Linked DNA regions of Mus musculus: region 2 is linked to region 1. A link is a contact called in public HiChIP or PLAC-seq data. All regions are on one chromosome and are shown on one strand. The core of a region is the stretch at or near the end of the contact, and the rest is flanking DNA. Distances in the headings are between cores, read along the strand shown. Region 1 has its middle 53 kb from the start of Gm52577. Region 2 overlaps Kiz (kizuna centrosomal protein).

What was found. HiChIP or PLAC-seq counts read pairs in DNA pulled down with a chosen protein or histone mark.
Region 2: an H3K27ac HiChIP or PLAC-seq map of oligodendrocyte precursor cells shows a contact between it and region 1, with 6 times the contacts expected there. The contact joins two enhancer-like sites. A contact is called at or near these places in 2 of 15 datasets of contacts at CTCF or cohesin (large pre-B cells and pro-B cells), 28 of 484 Hi-C or Micro-C datasets (the AtT-20 cell line, B cells, the C10 cell line and 21 more), 7 of 115 datasets of contacts at active chromatin or transcription factors (astrocytes, bone marrow-derived dendritic cells, cardiomyocytes and 2 more) and 1 of 9 other capture datasets (embryonic stem cells).

The regions. Positions count from the first base shown.
Region 1 is chr2:146,627,507-146,630,302 of GRCm38.p6, forward strand. No RefSeq gene overlaps it. Among named protein-coding and RNA genes, the nearest start is that of Gm52577, 53 kb to the left of the region's middle. Within about 2 kb of position 1,450, at least 15 of the 459 cell types and tissues checked have an H3K27ac peak or open chromatin away from gene starts, as enhancers often do. A contact at or near this core is called in oligodendrocyte precursor cells, where this site is marked.
Region 2 is chr2:146,883,232-146,886,027 of GRCm38.p6, forward strand. The region is part of intron 4 of Kiz (kizuna centrosomal protein); the gene reads left to right. It also overlaps the pseudogene Gm19105. Among named protein-coding and RNA genes, the nearest start is that of Kiz, 29 kb to the left of the region's middle. Within about 2 kb of position 1,375, at least 18 of the 459 cell types and tissues checked have an H3K27ac peak or open chromatin away from gene starts, as enhancers often do. A contact at or near this core is called in oligodendrocyte precursor cells, where this site is marked.

The sequences.
Region 1 (2,796 bases), core at 200-2,699:
GTGTGGCAGGGCAGAGATAGATACACAATGGTCAAGGACAGGAAACCCATCTGGTTGGTAAAAGATGGTGCTAGGCAACCGGTGGTCACCTAGGCAACCATTAGGGTTGGGGTGGGGGGAGTCTAGCAAGAAGTGACAGGGAGTCCAAATGATGGGACAGACATGTACACAGAGGCAAGCAATGGAGGTAGGGGCTATGTGGAAACCCAGGCAGGTGGTCAGCCTTGATGACATCTGTCAGCTGCAGGCACAATACATTAAACTATGTGGAGGGCAAGAGCTGGAGAGTATTTCAGGACTAGGAAGATAGGAGACTCTGGAAGGTATCAAAAGGAGACAGGCACCTGGGAATATAGATGATGCTGTAGGTGTGAGAACAAAGCTCTGGATGCTGAAGGCTTCAGAGAGCAAGTAGAACCAAACGGAGCTATAACCCAACATATCTTATGGATCAAAGAATTATGACATCTCTAAGTATTTGTGTAGGACATCTTAATTTCCTTTCCCTGTAAACCACATATTTGGGAGACCAGACAGGGTATTTCCAAGGTAAGCATAGCTGGTTAGATGTTATTGGGTTTAGAAGTCTGGGAGAGATTTTTAATCAGGGAAAGGAACTGTCATTCCACAGTCTGGAATGATCCTGGTAAGTGGTTGGTAACGTGTGTCTAAGAGCATTTGAGTGCATATGGAGCGAGTCTTTGCAGGGCTTGCCAGTGGGTTCAAGTGTTCATGCACATGGCAGGGCAGCCAGATGTCCTTGCTTGGTAGCTAAATGGTAGACAGCTATCTCAGAATAAATTTCTATGTATTTCCAACAGTGGACTGTGCTTGTCAACACCATGACTGGAGCCCACTTCCATTTCCTCAGAAGGCGCCACCATTCTGTGTTTAATTTCCACCCACCAGATAGGCAAACTGATGGGAAAGTAATGACAGAATAGTGCTCTTCACCCTGGACACAGTGTCAGATGGAGCCCCTGTCTAGATTGTCATGGCTTTTGGGAAGTAAGATGTCACACTTCAGAAGATGTGGTCTAGTCTGGGAAGGGGGATAAGGTTGTATGTCGCTGGAAATCAAAACTTTTTATGTGACCCTGAACTCAACATTGTCCCTTCTTTGGCATCTCTAGTGACCCTCCCTAAGGAGATTAAAGATGGTCACTCCTTTTCAAATTTCTGATGCTGGGACCCGTGAAGCAAAAAGGAGGGGCACGAAACAGAATTCAATAGTCTGGGTAACTCTAGAATAAATAGCTTGGCTGGGTGTGGAAGTCAGCGGGTGGATCTCGATGAATAGAGCCCTCAGTGTCTCTGGTGCACAACTGGTCTTCTTTTGTTTATGAGTCTTTAGCTCTCTGTTATATAAACATCTGGAGGGCTGAGTATCATTTCTGCACTAGTCAAGGAAGAATGCATCTTATATTCTCCCACAAAAAGGCAAACTGGTGTGTGGGCTGCACCAGCGAAGGAACTGGAAAATCTGTGTGGTGTGGCCTTGAAGGAGTCACTCTGGGCCTGTGAATCACTTTTCTTTCCTCCCCCAACATCTGTGAAGCAATGAAATAGTATGTGTGAAGAAGACTCGAGATTCCTTTCCGGGTAGAACTGAGTGTGTTTGTTTGACATCAGCAGCAGCCATAAACAGGGCAGCGTATCAAATGGAAATGAAACTGTAGTCATAGCTTTCAAACATTATTTTTTTCCACTGAAGTAGTGAGCAGTCTGCCAATCACAAAACTGCTTAATTCAATATCTGGAGTATTTTTCCATTGTGGTTACCTGTGTGTGTACCTTCTGGGGCTCTAGGATGAATAAAAAACAAACCAAAACAAAAACAGTTAACATCACCATCTGATCAGTGTTTTGTCCTGAAGATGAAGTGAAGGACTTGATTGTTTTTGACCATACTGGTCATGGATAGCTTCACTATTGAAAATGTGGTTCACCGACCAGTGTCATAGACATGACATCATCCATGACCTTGTTGGAAAGGCAGACTCAGGGTATCCCCACTCCTACAACCTTGAATCAGAATCTGCCTATTAACAAAATCCCTAATGCCTTCCTTATGCTGTTGAACCATATATACACCAAACTTTGATGCTTTGTTAAAATATCCTTACTTAGACCACAGTCCCCGACGCACATTTATTGAGATTCTACTGTATGCCATGGACCATTGTAGGTATTGAGGATAGAGAGAAATCCTGGTTTTCACAGAACATTAGTGCTGAGAGAAAGAGGGAGGGGTGAAGAACACGAGCAAATAACTAAGGTTTTTATAAGATCTCTGGTAATTCTGTTTAAAAACAAAACAAACAGATCAACAACCCCCACCCCCACCCCAACCCTCCAGAAATTGAGCATGGTAGCTCATGGCTATAATCCTAACACTATAAAATCTGAGACAGAAAGATCTTATTGTGAATTCAAGGCCAGAGAGATCTACATGGTGAGTTCCAGGCTAACCTTGAGGACAGACTAAAACCCTGTGTCAAAACACAAACATCAATAGCATGCAAAAGCAGACCCCACCCCCCAATAACACCTTGCCATAGTTTTATAATGCTTCTTTTGAGGTCAAGAAATAAGACAGAAGAAACCAGACTGATGGGGGTTAGCATTGGTCTGTATGGTGTCCTTTGGTCACAGAACCACCTGTCAAGAGGACTAAGAATGGCTGGGCTAAGAGACAAGTACTGAACCCAGAGGTGCCTGAACTCGCTTCTAATCTGGAGACTCTTCCTTCCTATTGCAGGAAAACCCAGGGGGAAGGTGAGAGATGGGGGAAAA
Region 2 (2,796 bases), core at 125-2,624, 260 kb after region 1:
TGATATTCTGAGCTCTCTACTCTTTTTTTTTTTTTTTTTTAATGTGTTCCGTTTGCTCTGTTCCACTGGGAATTTCTCACCTACAAGCATGGTAGTGATCTTTAGTTTCTTGTGAGTCCTTGCCTCGTTTTAGTGTGAAGAATCAGTTTCAGAGAGTGAATATTTCTTCCTTGCCTGTTTTTACAAAATCTTGGAAATGACTGGCATAAATCCTCCTTTAAACACGTGGTAAAATCCACTGTTCCCAGACTTGTCTTGGTGAGAAATTACGATCACTGAGTGAATCACTTGACCTATAAGTCTGTTCAGATTCTGTGCTTCTTTTTGGTAATACCTTTCTAAGAATTTATTGAATTTGAGGCAGTGTTTCTGTTTATTAGTATAAACTTACTCCTGGATTTCTCCTAGATTTTTTAATGAAAGATTAGTAGCAAATTACCTATCCACTTACATTTCTGATTGTAGTGAATTGAGTCATTGCTCTTTTCTCTTGACGAGAGCATTCAAAAGGTTTTTAACTGGTTGATCTTTTCAAAGAATTGCAGTTTGGCTGGCTGCTTCACTGTGAGTGGCTCTGTTCTCTGAATGGCAAGTTTGCTGTTATCTTTAGCCTTGCTTTGGATTTAGTTTTCCTTTGGAAGCTAATGAGTATAGATATGTTTTGGTTTATTCTTTACTGTGTTGAACTCTGTTATGTAGGGTCATGTCTTTCATCTAATTTGGGAAGTTTTCTTCTTATTTCTTCAGAACTCTATTGTTGGAAAGCCTTGTGTGAAACCGTGCTGCTTAACCACCTTCAGAATGATGGGGTTTCCTGGCCAAGCTAAGCCAAGTCTTTTCCTGAGTCTGCACAGAAGACTGACTCAGTTTCAGAGGGAGATGAAACAGATTTGCCAACATTCAACAAAGCAGAAATCTCAAGAAAAACATTACAGGGGCTGCAGAGATGGCTCAGTCAGAATACTTGGCTGTTCAGATCCCTAGCATCTAATGTAAAAAAGCCCGCACTGTGCTATACATGTGCGATCCCAGCCTAGTGAACAGAGACAATGGAGATCCCTGGAATTTACTGGTCAGACAGCCCCAGGTTCAGACAGACTTTGTCTCAAAAAAAGAAAAAGAAAAAAATTGAGGAAGACATCTGACATCAATCTCCGGCCTCCTTGTGCATACATACATATGCACAAACATGGACACATATGCACGTGACTCCCCCATTTCCTAAGCAAGCTGGAGCACCTCCCTCCAGCACTTTTTTAAAGCTAGATCCGTGCATATTTCTCCCAGTTTGGCACTACTACAAGACTCAGACTGACCAAAAGTAAAAGGATTTGGAAATAGCTGTAGCTCTTCCTTTGTGGGGTGGGAGTCTGACGATGTTGCCAAGATGGTTGTGGAAACAATGAACAACTACCGTTTTGGTGAAAGACTTCAGCTGTGTTGTTTTATGCCAACAGAAAAAGTACATGTAGAGCTTTTAAAAGAGTAGAATGTGCCATTTCCTTCGCCATCATATCCAGCAGTGAAACGGGATAATCAGAATTGGAAATGTGGGCCAAAAATAGAAGAGTGATTTAAAAGGAAACAAAAGTTACTCCGGAAGAGATTAGCTGAAGAAAGAATTCATTATAGCGTTCCCCATCCGCTTTACCTTATATGAAAGAGGAGGTTTCAGGCTTCTAGAAGGAAAAAGAGAAAAGGGCTTCACGGGGCGCTCCTGACCCTTCTGTGAAGCCCCATACCAGCCAGGGCCTAGCCAGTTTGTATGCCATTTTTAGAAAGACAAATCAGAAGTGGCTGAAACAAATGATGATAAAGATAATGGGATTGTTTTTAAACAGATTGTGTCCATTGTAAAAGAAAATATCCAAAAGCCTCCACACCTCTCCACTCAGAGACAGAAAGACAAAGAGGCAAACCCGTCAGCGATGCTGAGTGCGTGCATATAGCATGTATTCTGAAAAACTGTGATGCTCCCATTATGGGGGCTGACTGTTTTCTACAGTAAAAGACAAGCACTGACCAGACTTTTGAGGAAAACAACTGTTTGTTCTTGTGAGGAAGGAGAGTAGAGAGTGGTTTGGCTGCTGCACCCCTCCTGAAGTCTAGGGCCGTGTTCCAGTGCAGTCACTTGTTCTGTCCTCATCTGGTATCTTCTAGTTTTCAGATGTTATGGTTCCCCTTAAACTATAAAAGGATCACCAATAACTGTAACCTTTCATGACCAGCAAAGAACGATTCCCAGTCCCCTTTGACTATCTCTGTACTGGTTGTGACTATTTAACCCAAAACCTATTGAGATTTCAGCATCTGGTGGCTGAAGCCGTAAGTTATATGGGAGTGAGAAGACAGTCCAGGTGTTAGTACAGTTTGTATTTGTAGTCAAATACTAATTCTGATTCAGAAAATCTTCTTTCAATAAAAACGTTACATTGGTTTTTGGTGAACTAACCTGATTTGGTAACTATCATCTTATGTTAGTATCATTAGTATGGAATTGTGTTTCAGATTCAAACCATGACTGAAAAATAGATATTTTTATAAGATTCATATATGAGTCATGCTTAGGGTTTTTAGAGAATAATACCTTTTCATTTGTATTTAAGTTTCTGGTACCCTTGAAATGTGCTTATTCCAAAGTTGTAAAGATTATTGCTGCCTTCTTCCCCCATAGCCTTTCTTTTCATCTAGGCTTTAATGTATTTGATATTGTAAATGGTGTTCTGAGGCTGAAAGCTTTCTTCATTCTTTTTTGTCTCAAATGACACAATTTCAGTCTACCTGTTTCAGCATTGC